Linked DNA regions of Pan troglodytes: region 2 is linked to region 1. The links are chromatin contacts, called in public Hi-C maps. All regions are on one chromosome and are shown on one strand. The core of a region is the stretch at or near the end of the contact, and the rest is flanking DNA. Distances in the headings are between cores, read along the strand shown. Region 1 has its middle 410 kb from the start of COG6. Region 2 holds the start of FOXO1 (forkhead box O1).

The links. A called contact is a pair of places that touch in the nucleus more often than the background predicts.
Region 2: a Hi-C map of stem cell-derived neural progenitor cells shows a contact between it and region 1, with 8 times the contacts expected there. The contact joins the promoter of FOXO1 here to the enhancer-like site in region 1. A contact is called at or near these places in 2 of 7 Hi-C or Micro-C datasets (induced pluripotent stem cells and stem cell-derived neural progenitor cells) and 1 of 1 datasets of contacts at active chromatin or transcription factors (stem cell-derived excitatory neurons).

What each region holds. Positions count from the first base shown.
Region 1 is chr14:39,164,569-39,168,177 of NHGRI_mPanTro3-v2.0_pri, reverse strand. No RefSeq gene overlaps it. Among named protein-coding and RNA genes, the nearest start is that of COG6, 410 kb to the right of the region's middle. Within about 2 kb of position 1,822, at least 8 of the 24 cell types and tissues checked have an H3K27ac peak or open chromatin away from gene starts, as enhancers often do. A contact at or near this core is called in stem cell-derived neural progenitor cells, where this site is marked.
Region 2 is chr14:39,763,452-39,766,852 of NHGRI_mPanTro3-v2.0_pri, reverse strand. It overlaps FOXO1 (forkhead box O1), which reads left to right and starts at 1,618. Exons shown (of 3, transcript XM_522749.9): 1 at 1,618-2,676. The coding sequence starts at 2,047.

The DNA.
Region 1 (3,609 bases), core at 573-3,072:
GAAGGTGAGGGATGTTTTCTTGGCATGCACCCAAGACACTTCCGGAGGTAGTCCAGGGCATATTTGCAGTGCCAATGATAGAGTTAAGCTGGGTGCCATGGTCAAGAGTAGTCATACTGACTGCCAGCCTAGCACCCGTGAGGGTGGGGGAGGCTGTAGGAGATCTGAGCAACTCATAAGCAAAATCCTTCTAGGATCGAGTGAAGAGTTCCTTTAACTTTATCTCCTGTCCTAGGCTCTGCCTCTTTTCACTCAGGAGCACAACCAATGGCAGAGACTGGAGGACTGATACAAGACAAGGGGGCAGTACCCACTCCTCAGGCCACCTTGTTAACAGGCACTGGCTGGGCTGATCCACATTCCCTCAGGCCCACTTCCCCCTGCTAAGGAGGAAGAGGGAAGCTGTGACTCTTCTGTAGACCAACTATGAACACAGATAAGCAGGGGCCTCTTGGCCCAGTACTCGGTGTCCATTGACACAGAATGTCCTTCACCCATATCTCTGAGTTTGCCCACATGCTTCCTTTAGAAGCAGTTGGGTCTAGCAGCCTTTCAGGGAGTTATGAAAACTCTAAAAACCTACAGGAATTTTCCCAAGCCCTTACCACACTTCCCACACTTGCCTGGGTCATCATGGTGACTCTGTTGCAAAGCCAGGGTGAAGCGTCTTCAACCTGAAGACATGTAGTCCAAGTGAAGACATGTAGTCTGAGTGCTTTGAGTCATACTTACATTGTTAATGATCGTTCTTGGACTTGAATTTTATTTTAGGGCCAGGATCACTTTTTCTAGGTGTCATAAATCCAAGCTAATATGCATATCAGTATGTACCAAATAGTACCAGCTTTGGCATCCAGCTATATGGTACTTTTGACGCTAGGGATGGCAGAGCTCAGCATGGGGGAGCTGTTCTTCTCCATCAGAACCCATGTGAGGGCATGTTACTCTGACGTATGGGATGATGTTCACCACGGTCAGTGTCTGTTGTGATTGTTTACAAAGACTTAGTCCTTGTCCTTTGCTTTCAGATCCCAGTGGAGGGTGCAGCTCGTTCTAACAGAAGCCAGCTTTTTTTGGGAAGTTTTGACTGAACTTTAGGGAGTTGTGATTCTGAGAATGGTGTTTTCATACAGTAAAGAGTAACCAGTTTGCTGTCCTAACTAGAAATGGTATTTTTTTTTCTATGAGATTGTAGCTCCAAGAAATGGGATGAGACTGAATAGAAAAGCAAAGACCTGGCTTCTCTTCTTTGTTCTACACTTTTGAGCAAGTCCTTTTGCCTCCCAGACTCAGTTTCCCCATTGCTGTGGATATTGACATCAATGATTCCTACAGCCCACCCTGTCTCTTGCAAATGAATTGAATTAGTCTTTAATGCCCCAAATGGTTCAGTGGTAAGCACTGTAAATCTAAGTTAAAATTGCTGGTATTACACAAGGGAAATAAATGTTTCCAGCTCCAGGAAGATCAGCAGCTCACAGCTGTAGCTGGAAATGAGGGCATACAGGCTGACAAACTGTAGACATGACCATCTCTTGGGTCTTCCGAAGGGAACCTGGGGAGAAAATGGCAGCCCCATCAGGTAACTGCATCAGTGTACCCTGAAGAGATGCTACCTTGATTTCCACACCAGCTGAGCACCTGAATAATTATATTTGAAGCAGCACAGGGCATAGAACAGATTTACTTAGCATCTGGGGAGCCAATTGCACCCAGGCCTGCCCAAACTGGTCTTTCTCATTGCAGGGTGTGGGAGAACATAGGGCTTTGTGGGTCCCTGGGGACCTGCCAGGCCCAAGGCTGTTGCTCAGCTGTGGGAGGCACGCCAGTTCTCAGGTCTGCTAATGAGTGGTGTGGTGTCTGGCAAGGAACTTGCCTGGAGTGAGTGTGACTAATCATGAATCTTTTCAATAATGCTGACAATTCATTCTCTTTTCTCTCCTTTACCCACTCTCTTTGCTGGAGCTGGCTGAAATAGGAGCAAATTAGTCTCATTCTGGAAAAGGCAGGGCATGATAAAGGACCCCCTAAAAGGTTTCCAGAGCTCCGTGCCTGAATGTTTTGCAGTCCGTGTAATTATCTGACTTGGGTGAGTCGACAGGGTATTTTTTTGTTGTTATTTTCTACACTCAATAGCAGGTGGCATCTGAAGAAGTGCCTTGTTACTGTTCCACTGGACTATTGAACAAATTTACATTTGACACCAGCAAAGGTAGTGTCATTATTATTCTATGTGTGTTCCAACCCGAACTGATGACCCTCCATTTCCTGTTCAAAGGCTATGTTTCTTTCAAGGGAAAGATAATGTTTCCACCCCTACATGGAAATGTGGTAGACCTTAAATGCCCTGGACTTCTAACCGGGGGTGGGAGCTGAAGAGGGAATGAACCTTTCCTCTTCTCCCTGCTGCCACCCGTTTTGTTGTTTGATTGAGTGTTCTCTGAGTGTCTAACACCTGAGCTGAACCTTGCATTCTCTCACTGGGAAGGTGTGTACCTGTGTGCTGCTGCGTGTCTCTTGGGAAAGTTGGTCATGCCATCTGTTGGTTAGTGAGTTGGAAGGCTTTCAGGTTCTGCTAATATTGGATCGAAACTTTTAGAAAGGAATAGAAGTTGTCTAATGAATGTGGTGTCATCATCATGGGTTAGACCTCTGAGAATGATTCAAACACACTTTCTTAATAACAGAGGCAAAGCATTTAATATTTGAAATACATGAGCAAGTGAAAGAAAAAGAAATACATGGAGAGTTGGAAAGTTTCAAACAGTTTTAACGTTCCTTATTCTCTAAAATAAACATACTGTCTAGCTCAAACCTGCTTTCCACCTTTTCGTATTTAGGCTTGTTTCTTCTTTCTTTCTTGGCCTTGTGGGACTACGATTAACTTCTAAAGAGGTTCAAAATGGTAACTGGAGGTATCAAAGCTGTCTTTTCCAAATTAAAACTTGGGACATGTGTTCCAGCATGTGTCAGAATATTTTCAGGAATGATACGTGAATGTATTTAAAATTAGAGTTTTCTCTGACTATTCTGAACATAGAACTCCTTTCATTTTCTGAGTACCTTGTATTCACAGGCATCATAGATTACAGTTTCATGTAGGAGTTGCAACTGGTGGCCCAAGGTCGGATCTCGCTTTTAGTCATGTTTTGTATAATGTACAAAATGTGCTGTTGTGTAATGTACAAAATGTACTGTTTCAAAAACCAGGAAATTTCACATAAACATCTAGATTTCTAACTTCTAAAAATCCTAAAATCTGGCAACACTGACTACAAAGGCCCAGAATTGTAATGCTATTAGAACTAAATGGCTGCTGCCTGTTCACAGGATGCTTTGCCACATGCCTCACCACTGTCTAGTGCCTCATATTTAGGCTTCCTCACCTCTTTCCATGGTGTGTCTGGCCTCTGTAAGCATTTGAATTTGTGTTTGTTGATTTTGTCATACAGTCCACTTGTGGTTGAGGCTTCTGGCTACTCATCATCAGAGAAGGGATATGGCTTCTTGACTTTGGTTGAGTCAGGTCCCATCTCAGAGAGCTGGTCCTTAGTACAAAGTTGGTCATAAGCTGACATCTTATACCTCAGTTATTGACAACCCCAATAC
Region 2 (3,401 bases), core at 369-2,868, 600 kb before region 1:
ATATAAAAGAAGAAAGATAATCTCTCTCAATCTTTTTAACTTTTGTAAGAGGCCTAATTTTTCCTTTTTCCCCCTCTTTTCTCTTTTATTTTTTCAACAACCTCTTGTCCAACTGACTAATTTTCTCTAGATGCCACTTTTTCCATTGCAGAATTACTTGTAAGAAAGAAAGGGATTAAAAAACAAAAGAGTTGGAAGCTGTCCTTTTGGACAAGATATTTAAAACCCTACTGTCCATCTTCCATCCCAAGTGGTCCCATCTTTCTAAAAGGAAATGCCTTCCATATTCTTCCTAAAAAAGCAAAAGCATAACAAAACAAAACTGGAAAACTGTTTCTTCTGCTTGAGACACAAGGGCCATTATCTTCCCACCTTTGGCCCCACTGATCCTTGACAGGATGTCCTGGACCTGCAGCCCAGATGAGGAAAGGTGGGGTGTGGGTGGGGGGTTGACTGACACACACAGCAAGTAGCCTCAAGGAACTTGGGGGTGGGGCAGGCTGCGCCCCAAGGCTTTGGTCCTATCTCCCGCCCCCCTTGCGTTTTTACTTAACACCCGATCACTTCCGTTGCAAATAAAAAAGAAATAACAAACAGCTAAATTTAATTAGGGATAAGTAATAAAATGACCTGGTTCTCGCTAACTGCGCTCCTGAGCCCTTCGCTGCCGGCCCTGGACTTAGTGGACGGAGCGGGAGATTCCCGCCCAGGGGAAGTGGTTCCCACGGAGGGCATGCGGTCGCGGGTGCCTTTGGATTCGTGTGTTCAGGGAGGCCAGAGAATCTCCTCCCCGCGCCGGAGCCCCTGTTCCTCATTTCTAGCATTTTAAAAAAGGTCAAGAATACAGTGAATCCGGCTGGGGGCTGCCGGCTGGGTGACGCGCCTCTGGCTAGACCGAATGGCACAGGCTGAGCCCGGGGGTGCGGACCGGTGGGCACGGAGAAGGGTCCCTCGGCGCGGACTCGACTGCAGGAGCCGCGGCGCCGGGGGTGGGGGGCGTGTGCCGCTCGCGAGGGGGCCGGAGGACTTGACAGATCGCAGCGAAAGAAAACATTAAATCAAAACAAAACCCACCGATTCCCCACGTCGTTCAGCAAAGACATCGTGGGTGGAGCCAGGAGGGAGTGATTGAGTAGAATTCCGCGCGGCCGCCTCCGCCCGCCCACCCCGCGCCCCCGGCCCTCGGCCCCCTGCCCTGCCAGCCCGCCGGGCTCGGCCCGCAGCGGAGGTCAGGGAGCAGCGAGCGCCTCCTCCCACCCGGGCTTCCCGAGTACTCGGCTCTGCTGCTCCGTAGTAAACAAAGTGTCGCCGCCGCCTCCACGCTGGTTTGCTTCCTAGCAATCAAAACACTGAGACGGCGAGAGAATCACAGAAACACTCGAGAATTACCAGAAAATAATAGAGATCCAAAAAAAAAAAGGAGGTGAGTGTGTGAAAGAGAAAAACACCCCACTACCCCCCACCAGCCCACCGCCGCCTCCCCGTGGAAAACCGGGCCCCACCCAGCCCGGCGCCCACTGGCTGCCCGGGCGGCGGTGCCGCATGCCCATTGGCCGCGCGGGCTGTCGGTCAGGGGCGGGCCGGCGCGCGCGCCGCCGCGGGCGGGGGGCGGCGGCAGATCCCGTAAGTCGGGCGGCCTGGTAGTCGCAGCAGCTGCTGCCGCAGCCGCCACATTCAACAGGCAGCAGCGCAGCGGGCGCGCCGCTGGGGAGAGCAAGCGGCCCGCGGCGTCCGTCCGTCCTTCCGTCCGCGGCCCTGTCAGCTGCAGCGCGGCGCAGGCTCTGCCCCGGCCCGGCGGCTCTGGCCAGCCGTCCAGTCCGTGCGGCGGACCCCGAGGAGCCTCGATGTGGATGGCCCCGCGAAGTTAAGTTCTGGGCTCGCGCTTCCACTCCGCCGCGCCTTCCTCCCAGTTTCCGTCCGCTCGCCGCACCGGCTTCGTTCCCCCAAATCTCGGACCGTCCCTTCGCGCCCCCTCCCCGTCCGCCCCCAGTGCTGCGTTCTCCCCCTCTTGGCTCTCCTGCGGCTGGGGGAGGGGCGGGGGTCACCATGGCCGAGGCGCCTCAGGTGGTGGAGATCGACCCGGACTTCGAGCCGCTGCCCCGGCCGCGCTCGTGCACCTGGCCGCTGCCCAGGCCGGAGTTTAGCCAGTCCAACTCGGCCACCTCCAGCCCGGCACCGTCGGGCAGCGCGGCTGCCAACCCCGACGCCGCGGCGGGCCTGCCCTCGGCCTCGGCTGCCGCTGTCAGCGCCGACTTCATGAGCAACCTGAGCTTGCTGGAGGAGAGCGAAGACTTCCCGCAGGCGCCCGGCTCCGTGGCGGCGGCGGTGGCGGCGGCGGCCGCCGCGGCCGCCACCGGGGGGCTGTGCGGGGACTTCCAGGGCCCGGAGGCGGGCTGCCTGCACCCAGCGCCACCGCAGCCCCCGCCGCCCGGGCCGCTGTCGCAGCACCCGCCAGTGCCCCCCGCCGCCGCTGGGCCGCTCGCGGGGCAGCCGCGCAAGAGCAGCTCGTCCCGCCGCAACGCGTGGGGCAACCTGTCCTACGCCGACCTCATCACCAAGGCCATCGAGAGCTCGGCGGAGAAGCGGCTCACGCTGTCGCAGATCTACGAGTGGATGGTCAAGAGCGTGCCCTACTTCAAGGATAAGGGTGACAGCAACAGCTCGGCGGGCTGGAAGGTGAGTGGACTCGGCGCGCGGCCGGACCTTAGGGGCGCGGTGGGTCAGGCGAGGGCGCAGCTGTGCAGGTTTGCTCGGCCTGAAGGTGCGGAGCAGGAGGGCAGCGCGTTCCCAGGAGGGCGGGCGAGAAGCGGTGGTCGCAGTGGCCTCGCCTGGGTCCGGTCGGGGACGGCAGTAGGTGTGCGTGCGCGCCAGTCAGGAGTTCGCGTGGGACGCGGAAAGGGGCTCGTTGGGGAACTAAGTAAAGAAAGTGCGCCAAGAAGTGGACGTCAGAGCTAGGCCGAAAAGTTTGCCAGTGAAAGGAGAAAGGGGTTCGCTGGGAGCGGCAACCCCCGGCCCGCGCCGACTGCTTCGGCTGCCCCTTCCCTCCCGGACCTCCGCGGGGGGAGGGCGGGTTCTCTCCGGCCGCGCCGCGGAGCTGTTTCCGCCGGGCGCGGCGGGGGAGGGCGCGGCGAGGGGCCCCGGAGCCTCGCTGCCCCGGGACCGGGCTGCAGGTGGAGGGGACAGGCAGGGCGCGACCGGCCGGGGACGGTGCAGGGCCGGTCGGGCAGTTTCTGGAGGCGGTGCGCATTTTGCTTTGTTTTGGTTTTCTCCGGAGTGGCCTGGAGTGCCGGGGGCCCGGCGTCCCGAGCCCGAGGTGGTGCCTCCGACACGTGCGAAGGGGCGGCCACCGCCTGCGGAGCGCCGGCGCCTGGCCGCGCGGGGCGAGCTAAAGTTCAAGTGTG